Regions from separate parts of the Pan troglodytes genome. Here all the other regions are linked to region 2. A link is a contact called in public Hi-C and HiChIP or PLAC-seq data. All regions are on one chromosome and are shown on one strand. The core of a region is the stretch at or near the end of the contact, and the rest is flanking DNA. Distances in the headings are between cores, read along the strand shown.

Region 1 (4,174 bases), core at 1,136-3,635, 220 kb after region 2:
TGCACTCCAGCCTGGGCAACAGAGCATAACCCTGTCTCAAAAATAAAAATAAAAAATAAACATGCACTTCCCATATGACCCAGCAATTGTACTCTTGGGCACTTATCCTAGAGAAACAAAAACAGGTTCACACAAAAGGCTGTACACTCATGTTCACAGCTGCTTGATTCACAATAGCTAAAAACTAGAAACAACTCAAATGTCCTTCAATGAGTGAGCAGTTGAATGTACTTGTATTAGTCCATTTTCACACTGCTGATAAAGACATACCCGAGACCGAGAAGAAAAAGAGGTTTAATGGACTTACAGTTCCACATGGCTGGGGAGGCCTCACAATCATGGTGGAAGGCAAGGAGGAGCAAGTCACATCTTACATGGATGGCAGCATGCAAAGAAAGAACTTGTGCAGGGAAACCTGCCGTTTTTAAAACCATCACATCTTGTGAGGCTCATTCACTATCTGGAGAACAGCACAGGAAGGACCTGCCTCCATAATTCAATCACCTCCCACCTGGTTCCTCCCACAACACATGGGAATTGTGAGTTACAATTCAAGATGAGATTTGGGTGGGGACACAGCCAAACCATATCAATACTGTAGTACATCTAAATTATGGAATACCACTCAGTAATAAAAAGGAAGGAACTACTGATACATGTAACAGTTTGGATATATCTCAAGGGATTATGCTGAATGAAAAAGAGTCAATAAAAGTTACATACTGTATGATTACAATAATTACATTTATGTAACATTCTTGATATAGCAAAATTTTAGAAACAGAGAATAGATTGGGTGGGGCTGCAAAGGTAAGTTGTGGTTATAAAAGGGCAACTGGAGGAACCCTTGTGGTGATGGACCTGGGCTGTACCTTGACTGTGGTGGTGGATACAAGAATCTACACACCTGATAACCATATAGAACTAAATATACACAGAGAACACTAATACAAAATGAGGAATCTGAATGAGATCAGTGGATTGTGTGAATGTCAATTACCTGGTTGTGATATGGTACTAGTTTTGCAAGATGCTACCACTGGGAAGACTGGGTAAAGGGTACACAGAATCTCTATTCTTACAATTGCATGGGAATCCACAATTACCTCGCAAAGTTGAATAACCATCTCTTTTTTTCATCTGTGATGGAACAAGCAGGCAATATTCTACATTGTTTTAACAAATAAAGCAAACTATGTACCACTGTTCTGGTGGTAAAACCCTTTAACCATAATAAATGTCATCACGTAGCAAATGCTTCACTGTGCTAAACACCTGCTGACCTTATCTCGTGTAATCTGCTCGACGGCCCTAAGACTAGGGAGACACTGCTATCATTCCTAGTTCACTGAGGAGGGTCTGAGGCAAAGAGGTGAAGTGATTTCCTGGAGCTACGTGACCAAAGACTGGAACCAAGATTTTTAGAGGCACACGAAGTCCTTCTGGTAATAAATCTGTATAATTCTATTTGTTATGTTCAGCTGTCCTAACCCTAAAAATTAAAAACTGCCATCAAGCATACAGAATGAGTGTTAGCAACACTGGCACGGTGATAATTTTAAAGAGTTAGAAGGTCCTTTAGAGATTACACAGCCCATCGCCCTCATTTTTACATAAAGGGAATCAGGTGAAGTGACCTGCACAGGTGAGTCGCTGCTCAGAGACCGCACAGCACATTTAAAACTGTATCTCGGTTCAGTACTCAAGAAAAGGACACAGACTTATAAATGGTGGCAAAAACCGAGCTGTCTGGTTCTTCCGGTACCCAGTGCCGGGTCCAGTACAGAGCAGGCGCTCGATATTTACAAGACCAATCAATGACTGAATGAATAGCACCGCCAGGAACCCCATAAAAGAAGTCCAGAAGACTGCGGGCTGTCAGTCTTCGCTGTGACAAAGAGCCTCCGTGAGGAGCGAGGGCTAGGGCCGGACAGGGAGCGCCCTTCTAGTGGATGCTCGACTGGGCTGGGGCCGGGATGGAGACGGTGGGTGCCCAAGCCCTCCGTCTACCGCGGGCTGCGTGCGCGGCCGAGCGAGGACCCGGCTGGAGCTGGAGCCGGAGCGGGGGCGGGGAGGGGGGCGGGGCCGAAGGCGAGCCGGAAGAAAGAAGCAGCTGGGCCCGCCCAAACAAGAATTTTCACCGTAATCCCGCCCAGAGTTTCTCCCACAGCCCCATGTCCGCATGGCGGTGAAGGTCGAAGACGCGCGACCCAAAGGGCCAGGTTTTCAGTCAGCCCAGCGTTGGCGACGGGCGAGGGCAGAACACAACCACCACCCTAGTCCCGCCCGGCTCGGGGCCTAGCTTTTCTACTCACAGCGTCGGAGGGAGGGAGGGAGCGAGCCAGCGTCCCCGCGTCTGCGGCACCCTGGCCGGCCCTTCGCCCTCCGACGCGCGCGCCTATTGGCCACCGCAGCCTCTCCCACATGGGGCGAAGGCGCACCACTTCATTGGCCCCCGCGTGAGGGGCGTGGCTAAAGAGCGCGGGTCCTCGGCCGTGGAGGGTCAAGTGGCTTCTTCTGAGCGCTGAGGGAGGGGAGCGTGCGTAGGGGATGGTGGCAGCGCTGCGTTATTTGGTTGGTGCCTGCGGACGGGCCCGCGGGAGTTTCGCCGGTGGCTCCCCTGGGGCGTGCGGGTTCGCGTCTGGGAGGCCAAGACCGCTGTGTGGAGGTAGCCGCAGCGCCTGCACCAGGTGAGTGGCCGCTTGCTCCCCGCCGCCTGCGCTGCTGCCCCTCGCGGAGGCACCTGGTGGTGGACCTGTGCCCCTGTTCCTATTTCCCTGTCCCGGGGTGAGAGCAGGTTGGGGTCCTGTGGCACTCCAACCTCGGATCCCAGGAGCTACCAACCTGCAGGTTCATTCGTTGTATTTACGGGCCGGAGGAAAGGCAGTGTATAGAGTAGAGGTCAGGAGTAGCTCTGGCTTTGAACAACCCGTCCACTTTCTGTTGAACTCTGGGCTAGTTACTTAACCTCCTTAAAGGTTCAGTTGTGAATTGGACCTTAGTCTCTCCTGTAGGTGGTCATTTGAAGGATAAAAGGACCTAGCACACAGTATAAGCAATCAAATATGCTGTTTATAAGCTGGAGTCTTTGGCGTTGCTTGGAAGATCTGAATACAGTCTTAAATCAGTTCCTGGCACACCCCGCATAGTGTTGTCCCCGTCGGAGGCAGCTCTTATGCTAATGAAAGCCCGCAGAATTCAGTGTCCTGTGATTTATAGTTTGGACGTCACATTCGAAACCATTGTCTTTCTCTGTCCTCTGTAGAAGAAACAGTTTGTGTGAAGGCTGTAAGGCTTGGAGAGGTTTTGGCTATTTTGACGACTAGAAGGTGGGCCATATGAGTGTGACTGAAGTTTAGTGGAAGACATATGGTGTGGAATGACCCGGTAGAAGGACTACATCACAGCAAGGTTTTTAGTTTATTTTAACCACACGTTGACTTTTATTCTAAGAGCCACGGGAAGCTATTTAAAAGGGTTTTAAGAAGAGGCTACGCTTTAGGAGGCCGAGGCGGGCGGATCGCCTGAGGTCAGAAGTTGGAGACCAGCCTAACCAACATGGCGAAACCCCGTCTCTACTAAAAATACAAAAAAATTAGCCTGGCGTGGTGGTGGGCGCCTGTAATCCCAACTACTCCGGAGCCTTAGGAGAATCGCTTGAACCTGGGAGGCGGAGGTTGCAGTAAGCTGAGATCGCACCATTGCACTCCAGCCTGGGCGACAGAGCAAGACTCTGTCTCGCAAAAAAAAAAAAAAAAGAAAAAAAAGAAAAGAAAAAAAGAAGAGGCTAATGATTAAATGTTGATGTTCTAAAAGTTGACTCTGGCTGCTGCGTGTTGGTGGATAGGGGGAGTAGAGTGGGATACCAGTAATAGCGATTGTGATTTGTTATGGGGCATGTAGACAGTTCTTTTGGGAAGCTTTTCTTAAGGAAAGAAAAGTAGGGTTAGTGAAAGTTTTGTTTATACTTAAAATGTTTTTTTAAAAAAATTTTTGGAGTCAGAGTCTCACTGTGTTGCCAAGGCTGGAGTGCAGTGGCACAATCATAGCTCACTGCAGCCTCCACCCTCCTGGGCTCAAGCGATCCTCCCTCCTCAGCCCCCCTCCCCAATGCTTCCTGTCCTCCAGGAGCTGGGACCACAGGCAGCTAATTATTTTCCTATTTTTTTGTAGA
Region 2 (4,076 bases), core at 617-3,116:
CATGTAAGTCTGGGCTTACTTATGTTCCCCAAATAAGTGCCCTTTGTGTGTGGAGCACAAGAAAATACATATATGCCCTGTCCTGTTAAGGTGCGAATTTAATTTCTACATTATACAATTATCAACAATAAAGAGTATTGTCAATTACTCCTTATTATACATTATACAATTATCAACAATAAGGAGTATTTTAATTCTCAAGAACAGAATTAAAAATTGGGTGTTCAAAGCCACATGCCAACATCTCCAACTTGCTCTTTTATGATGTTTCAGTCACTAAATGCAGTGGCTGAGTGTTATCTGGCTTTTCTGTTCAAATTCTCTATGAGGCTCTAGAAATAACTTAGCCAGTATAATGTAACACTGGCAACTTAATTTCTACCTTCAGAGCAAGACTGGAACTGAAACTGCAAAACAGCTTGTGAAATATCAGCCAAATTACTTCCCCGAACTCCTGTTCCATATATGCTGTGCATTGTTAAGTATTTTAAGACCTCTTATATTCGATAACCCCCTTTACAATCCTGTAAAACGCTTTATAAACACTTTCCTGGGTGTCAGATGCAAAATCTTACCCTCTTTAAGCTGCAGATAAGGACACCGAGATGTTGCCAAATATGCTGTTTTGTCCCAGAGCACATACTGAGGAAGTGGTAGAACCAGAACCAGTCTGTGACCCCTTTGTTTTACTTTTGCGGAACTCCTGATCTCATTAAAGGTGCAATACCAGCGATGAGACACTGCATGTGCCCAACAGGGACAAAGGTCATTGAGCAGTCCTAGGAATTCAGACTTTCAGAAATGTCTCAGAAGAACTAAGTAGAAGGCAGGTTGTGCAGGTGTGCAGTGCAGCCTCAAACTGGTACCACCGGGAATGGTTTGCAAAACAGGAAGGTGCAGTAGGGTGTGCCGGGACTTAGTTAACCTGGCACTCCCCCACCTCCTTCCCCGGCGCCCCGCTGCCAGGTTACTTCTGGCCCGGTGCCCTTAACGTACCCTTTCCGTGTTTAACTTGGAGGGCTACGTTCCCATCGCCCTTCTTCCTCTACCCGTCACCCTACAGGCCTACCTGACAAATGTGGGGACGGTTTAGCCAAGGCCCGTTGGCCCACGAATGCCCAGGGGTGTGCCTTATTTCTGAGAGTGGGAGGGAGACAGCCCAGGCCCTGCAAGGACGCGCCCGGCTAGGGGGGCGCGGTGGCGCGGTCGGGAGGGTGTTGTGTTCTCAGCAGGCCTCAGGGCGGCACTCTGGTTCTGCGGCCGGAGTGCTCGGGCGGGCCGCTGGGCGCCGACCCATGCTGGCTGGGAACGTGTCTCCCGGTGACGCAGCCCCGGGTGGGGAACGTGGTGCGGCGGCGGCGGCGGCGGCGGCGACTGTACGCGCCTCCGCCGCCCCCGAGAGGACGCGCCGTGCAGCGGCTGAGTGGCGGCGGCGGCGACGGCAAACCCGGAGCTGCCGGCCGGCGCGGGGGAGGAGGACGCGGGTGCGGTCTAGGAAGTAGGTCCCGGGCTCCGCGCTCAACAAAGACGGGGCCGCCCCCATTAGGTACCGAGCCGGCCCTGGGCCCCGGCTGGCGGGGAGGCCTCGTCGGGCAGTTCGCGGGCGGCCGGGGAGGGGGAAGGGCCGCAGACCGAACGGGGATACGGGGCGCCGGGGGCCCTTCCAGGCCCCTTTCTCTTCCACGGCCCCTGGCGGGACGGAAGGGAAGGGGCCGGGCCGCGAGGGCGCGGCCGCTGGGGGTCGTAGCCTGCGACGCCAACCAGCCTTTGCTCGTCCCTCGTGCAGACGGAGCTGCGGGCGGAGGCTCCATGTTGGGAAGCGGCGCCGTTCGTGCTTGTTAGCGGGAATCCGGGAGCCGCGGGGTGAGCTGGCGGGGGCCGGGCCCTAAGTGAAGATGGAGGCCCCGCTGCGGCCTGCCGCGGACATCCTGAGGCGGAACCCGCAGCAGGACTACGAGCTCGTCCAGAGGGTCGGCAGCGGCACCTACGGGGACGTCTATAAGGTAAGTGAGGCTGGCCGTGCTTTTTTCCTGCGGTCGACTGCGTCCCGGGAATGGGGCCACTTTCCTGCGAAGTATTGGGGCGAGAGGAGGATGCTTTTACTGTTGCCTCTTGGGGAGAAAGCGGCCGGGGTCCCTTTTACTCGGTTCTGAGCACCCTCGACTCATAGCTTGTTCTAATCGCTACCAACAGGCAGAACTAACCACACAGTTGCAAACCGCTGTTGCACTTTTTTTGTGGTTTAAAGGCTTTTTAATAGGGCTTATTTATGGTATTGAAGGGAATTTGAATCTGCCTGTGGAATTACACCGAAGGATGCTCTAGTGTTAGCGTGGAAAAATGCTTCATGGAAGATAGACAGGAAAGAATATTGACATTCAGACATTTGCATTTTTTAAAAAAAAATTGTTTCAATGGATGAGTTTGACTAAAAAAGCCATATGAAACTCTGTCTCTGAGCTTTAACTGTAAGCAAACTAATATTGGTGACATGTATGCAAGCATTATCCCATATAAAAAGATGCTTTTCCTGGTGGAAGTTTGATCGTTTGTTTTTGGTTGGCGATAAAAATGTGATATTAACTTGCTGGGTTTTGTTTTACTTTAGCGGTTCCTTTCAGGGATTTATAACATCCTATAACCAAGAGTGGATATGAGCTGCTGTCTTTGTATTGTGCTGTTTTGTATTACTTAAGACAAACGATGAGAGTAAGTTACACCTAATTTAGGATTTTAAAAAACATTGTAGAGAAGCAAACCCAATTCCCCAAATCCGCTGAGTTCTTGAATGGTTCAGAGGAAAGAGATTGAGATTGCCTTATGCTTTTTGTTGTGTGTTCCAAAAAGGGAGTATTAGTGCAGCCTATGAATATTAAGGGCAAATTCCTTTGCTTTTTGCAACGGCGTTGTTTATTGGATTTGATCATGATATATATCACATTGTGCCAAACAACACTTCTGCATATCGCTGAAGTGGTTTTGTGTCATTTGGGTAATTAACCAGTAGATTCCTCTGGGGTTAGCTTGTTGTTTTGCACAGGTGGTTCCCCTCTTTTTACTTACTTTTAATTTCCTCCCAATTAATATTAGCATTTCAAGGTAGTGGTATTATAGCCCTAGCACTGTTTGATTCTACTGAGATAGACTGTAATGGATAGGCTTTTTATTCCTTAAACAAGCATTTGAGTCTTCTGTACCAGGCACTGGTAGAGGTACTGAGGTGATGAATTGTGAGCAAGGTTCTGGCTCTTACCTTGTGAATACCTTCGAACTCAAAGTGTATGTTTGTAACAATCCTCTTCTTCTTTATGTAAAATTAGAGGTAGTTAACTTAGTTGTTTATCCAGGGATTAGCCATTTTGTGGAATGCTCTTTAGAAAATTGAAATTCCTATTTCCTTTCTCAGTCTCATTTTTTAGTCATCTTTGTCTTATGATTCACTGTGTGTTAGACGAGTTCAATTTAGTTCATGTTAATTTACAATAGTATAAATTCTACTTGTATATATTCTCTTCTCCCTACTACAATAAAGTTTTAGGAGTGTTTTTCCCATAAAGATCTTAAGACCTCCACCCTTTTTCTTCATAGATATAGTAACTAAAGCAACTCTGGAGCAGGATTTTATTCATGCCTGGGAAAAAGCAAAGATTATATTTAAGGGGCAGCTAATGCCTGCCTTTTACCCTGGTGCCTTCCTGCCCTAGTCTCTCTTCTGCAGTTCCCAAACAGAATCAGAAACCGAATATTCATCATACTCTACCTTCACCCCTTAACACATGGTCCCCTACCCTCACAATGTTGCTTCCTCTACCCTCACAATGTTGCTTCCTCACACTTACATGTATATTCATTGCACACTAGGCCAGCCTCTGATTCTAAACATCCTTAAGGCGTTCTTAGCTCCTTGTCTTTTGTTTTCCTTTGTTCTAATTACTTGGAATCACCTTCCACCCCTCCATTTCCACCTGTTGCTGTAATACCTGTCCATGAAAGCCTTACCCAAATGCTCCTGGGCAAGACAGCCCTTCCCTCTTATTTCTCAGCCTCATCTACCACTCTCCTTAGTCATTCTGCTC
Region 3 (4,215 bases), core at 1,072-3,571, 130 kb after region 2:
TAATGGAATTAAACTAGAAATCAATAACAGAAAGATATCTTTAAAAATCACCAAATAGTTGGAAATTAACACACTACAAAAATAACCCATGAGTCAAAAAGGAAGTCACAAGGAAAATATTTTTGGGCCAGGCACGGTGGCTCACATCTATAATCCCAGCACTTTGGGAGCCAATGCGGGAGCATCATTTGAGGTCAGGAGTTCAAGACCAGCCTGGCCAACATGATGAAACCCTGTCTGTACTAAAAATACAAAAATTAGCTGGGCATGATGGTGCATGCCTGTAGTTCCAGCTACTTGGGAGGCTGAGGTGGGAGAACCGCTTGAACCTGGGAGGCGGAGGTTGCAGTGAGCCGAGATCACACTATTGCACTCTAGCCTGGGTGACAGAGTGAGACTCCATCTCAAAAAAAAAAAAAAAAAAAAAAAAAAAAATATATATATATATATATATATTTTGAACTGAATGAAAATGATGATACAACATATTAAGATTTCTGTGATGTATTTAAAGTGGTGCTTACAGGAAAAATTATGGCATTAAATGCTTATATTAGAAGGCGGGGTGCAGTGGCTCATGCTTGTAATCCCAGCACTTTGGGAGGTTGAGGCAGGCAGATTATCTGAGCTCAGTAGTTGGAGACCAGCCTAGGCAATATGGTGAAACCCTGTCTCTACAAAAAACACAAAAATTAGCCAGGCGTGGTGGCACACCTACTTGGGAGGCTGAGGCAAGAGGATCGCCTGAGCCTGGGAGGCAGAGGTTGCAGTGAGCCAAGATCACACCACTGCACTCCAGCCTGGATGACAGAGCAAGACTGTCTCAAAAAAAAAAAACAAAAAAAATTCTTCCAAACATTTAAGGAATTAATAATACCAATTTAATGTAAACATCTCTAGAAAATAAAAGGGAAGATAAACACTTCCCAACTCATTTTCTGAGATCAGCATTATCCTGATGCCAAAATTAGCAGATACTACAAGAAAACTATACATCAATATCTCTCAAAACATGAATGTAAAAATTTCCAATAAAATATTACTGATCAAATCCAGCAATATATTAAAATGATGAAATCATAAAATAAGTTGGGTTTATCCCAGGAACAAAAGGTTGGTTCAACATCTAAAAATCAATATAATTCACCGTATCAACAGACTACATAAAAACAATTTGGTGGTGCACACCTTTAATTCTAGCTACTCAGGCCTGGCAGAAGTGGGAGGATTGCTTAGGCCCAGGAGTTCAAGGGTACAGTAAGCAGTGATAACACTACTGCACTCCAGCCTGGGTGACAGAGCAAGACTCCCTCTCAATTAAAAAAAAAAAAAAAGAAAAGAAAGGAAAAGGAAATGATCACCTCTAGATGAAGAAATGCATTTGATAAAATTCAACATCCATTCATAATTTTAAAAAGCAAACAAAAACACTAAGCAAACTAGGAATGAAAGTGAACTTTCTCAACCTCCTATTAATAAAAGGCTTCTGTGTTAGATACATATGGTTGCATAACAAATTACCCCAAAACATAATAGCAAACATATTTCAGTTTCTAGAGGTCAGGAACCCAAGTATGGCTTAGCTGGGTGCCCCTGGCTCAAGGTCTCTCACAAGATTGAACGTACATTGTCATCTGGGGCTACAATCTCATCTGAAAGCTCACTGGAGTTGGGGTGGTGGGGGAGATCCTCTATCCTCAAAAGGCTACATACAGTCTGATTCCATTTTCATGACATTCTGGAAAAGGCAAAACTATAGAGACAGAAAACAGATCTATGGTTGCCATTTGTAAACAATTTCTGTTCACAGACCACCTCTAGGCCATCCTTGTACTGGGTTTCCAGGGCAGCCACCAGCCCTCTCTCCTCAGCTCCAGGCTCCTTTCTGAACCCTTCCTGGGTTTACATTTAGTAGCATGCTGCTTGACACGGGATTGGCCCCTGTTTCATAGACACTGTGTTAATTTTCTCTCCTCGGGTACTGCTTCCAGGACAAGTACCCGCATTGATGCTGGCACTGGGAACGGGACGGATGATAAAGTGTGAGGCACTCTGCCCAGTGGCAACTGACATGATTTCATAATTTCCCCAGGTCCATCCGCTTCCCGCCAGTGTGCTCAGATTTGAGCAGTAGGAGTCCGTTGGGAGAAAGAAGGGGGAAAGGAACCAAAAACAATTAAGGCAGGCTCTGTAAGCTTCCACCTCCCACACCAGAAAAGTCCCACAGCAGAAGACTGCCGTGGAACCTTCCCTGCTGTAGAGGAAAGTGCTGACTTTAAGCAATTTCTGCGGTCACGCCTTCCTCTTCTTTCCTTTCTCCCTCTCATTCATTCACTGACGCCGCAGCACTGATCAGCACAGACACAGAAGATGCCTCCAAGGGACCAAAGGGAATAACCGCGGTTCTGAGGTGCGGGGACGGCTGTTGCAGGGAAATGTGGACCGCTCAGGAGGGGCTCCTAGCGCAGGCGTCTTGCTCCGCAGACGCGGTTACAGCTGCGCTTTGCACGGCCTGCGGAAGTTTGCAAATCTAGCAGGTCTGCTCTCCCGGCAGCAGGACTCGGCCCGCGGTCAGGACAGCTCCCATGGACGGAGGGCGGCCCTCCGGGGCCTTTCCCTGCAGCCGGGACAGCGGCCGGGCTGGGCCGGGCTGGGTCGGGCCGGGGGTGGGAAGCTGGGGCGCGGCGGCCCCGCCCAGGCAGACCCGGGGCGGGAGCCGGTTCCCATAGGGATCGCGGGCCGAGCCACGCCGAGCCGAGCTGGGCGGAAGAAGGCGAGGCGGGAGCCAGGCCCGTCACTGACCGCCGCGGCGCCGTGAGTCCCGGGCGGGCAAGGAGGCGCGGGCCGTCCCTGGCCAACACGTGGCACCGCTCCATGCTGCGCGGCGCGGCTGAGGTGCACGTCCGGGCGCGGGAGGGTTTTCCCAGTCCCGGGGGCGTGGGGCGCGGGGCGCGGGTTGGTCTCCTGCGGCCAAGCCTCGCCGCCGCCTCCGCGGGGAGCCGGGAGGTGTCTTCTTGCCGCAGGGAAATGAGACCCGAAATTAGAACCGGGGAAGCCCTTAGCCCTCCCCGTGCTCCAGCCAGCTCAGGTGTCTTAGATCGGATGAACGATAACGTTAAAAAGATAGCTTATCTTACAGCTCGGCTCGTTTTAGGATGGCAAGTTACATTTTAACTTACAGGGTATTTAACGGGCGATTAAAATCGGGTTACTGGAGGCAGCTAACTCTAGGCTGTTACTGATCGCGTTGCCATTGCCGACACGGGTACACTCTTCATTCCTTAACATGTGCTGTTCTGTTCTAGGACCGTGACAAACACTCATCGTTGGGTGGGGCTCTAGTGCAGTCCGTTGGTGCCAATATTTTATAAGCGACGTTTTCAAACTATGTGAAGATCCTTTCTTTTCTTTTCTTTGTTTTTTGTTTTTGTTTTTGTTTTTTTTTGAGACGGAATCTCGCTCTGTCGCCCGGGCTGGAGTGCAGTGGCGCGATCTCGGCTCACTGCAACCTGCGCCTCCCAGGTTCACGCGATTCTCCTGCCTCAGTCTCCTGAGTAGCTGGGACTACGGGCGCCCATCACCACACCCGGCTAATTTTTTGTATCTTTAGTAGAGACGGAGTTTCACTATGTTGGCCAGACTGGTCTCGAACTCCTGACCTCAGGTGATCTGCCCGCCTCAGCCTCCCAAAGTGCTGGGATTACAGGCGTGAGCCACCATTCTCGGCTGAAGATCCATTTTAAGAAGATTTATTCCTCTATGATGGAGAAGTATGAAAAAATTGGGAAAATTGGAGAAGGATCCTATGGAGTTGTTTTCAAATGTAGAAACAGGGACACGGGTCAGATTGTGGCCATCAAGAAGTTTCTGGAATCAGAAGATGACCCTGTCATAAAGAAAATTGCCCTTCGGGAAATCCGAATGCTCAAGGTAATTGATTCACTTTTCCTTTTTTTTTCTTTTTCGAGACAGGGTCTCACTCTGTCTCCCAGGCTGGAGTGCAGCGATGTGATCATAGCTCACAGCAGCCTGGAACTCCTGGGCTCAAGCCATGCTTCTGCCTCAGCCTCCTGAGTAGCTGGGATTACAGGTTCTAGCCACTGCTCCGGGATCCATTTTTTCTTTAAAGTGAATTTTTAGGGATGAAAGAAATAAAGTGAGTCATGTTATGTTAAAAGAATGTCATGGGACATGGTTATATCTTACTTCATAGCC

The links. A called contact is a pair of places that touch in the nucleus more often than the background predicts. HiChIP or PLAC-seq counts read pairs in DNA pulled down with a chosen protein or histone mark.
Region 1: an H3K4me3 HiChIP or PLAC-seq map of stem cell-derived excitatory neurons shows a contact between it and region 2, with 15 times the contacts expected there. The contact joins the promoter of DMAC2L here to the promoter of MAP4K5 in region 2. A contact is called at or near these places in 5 of 7 Hi-C or Micro-C datasets (blood, induced pluripotent stem cells, a lymphoblastoid cell line and 1 more), 1 of 1 datasets of contacts at active chromatin or transcription factors (stem cell-derived excitatory neurons) and 1 of 1 other capture datasets (stem cell-derived neural stem cells).
Region 3: a contact with region 2 is called in a Hi-C map of stem cell-derived neural progenitor cells, with 3 times the contacts expected there. The contact joins the promoter of CDKL1 here to the promoter of MAP4K5 in region 2. A contact is called at or near these places in 1 of 7 Hi-C or Micro-C datasets (stem cell-derived neural progenitor cells) and 1 of 1 datasets of contacts at active chromatin or transcription factors (stem cell-derived excitatory neurons).

Annotation. Positions count from the first base shown.
Region 1 is chr15:48,326,645-48,330,818 of NHGRI_mPanTro3-v2.0_pri, reverse strand. DMAC2L (distal membrane arm assembly component 2 like) reads right to left here and starts at 2,385. Exons shown (of 5, transcript XR_010151112.1): 1 at 2,316-2,385. L2HGDH (L-2-hydroxyglutarate dehydrogenase) reads left to right here and starts at 2,551. Exons shown (of 11, transcript XM_009427791.4): 1 at 2,551-2,690. The coding sequence starts at 2,551.
Region 2 is chr15:48,545,901-48,549,976 of NHGRI_mPanTro3-v2.0_pri, reverse strand. It overlaps MAP4K5 (mitogen-activated protein kinase kinase kinase kinase 5), which reads left to right and starts at 1,866. Exons shown (of 31, transcript XM_063793369.1): 1 at 1,866-2,003. The coding sequence starts at 1,896. ATL1 (atlastin GTPase 1) reads right to left here and starts at 1,455. Exons shown (of 14, transcript XM_522849.8): 1 at 1,070-1,455.
Region 3 is chr15:48,411,525-48,415,739 of NHGRI_mPanTro3-v2.0_pri, reverse strand. CDKL1 (cyclin dependent kinase like 1) reads left to right here and starts at 2,321. Exons shown (of 11, transcript XR_010151105.1): 1 at 2,321-2,410; 2 at 3,306-3,930.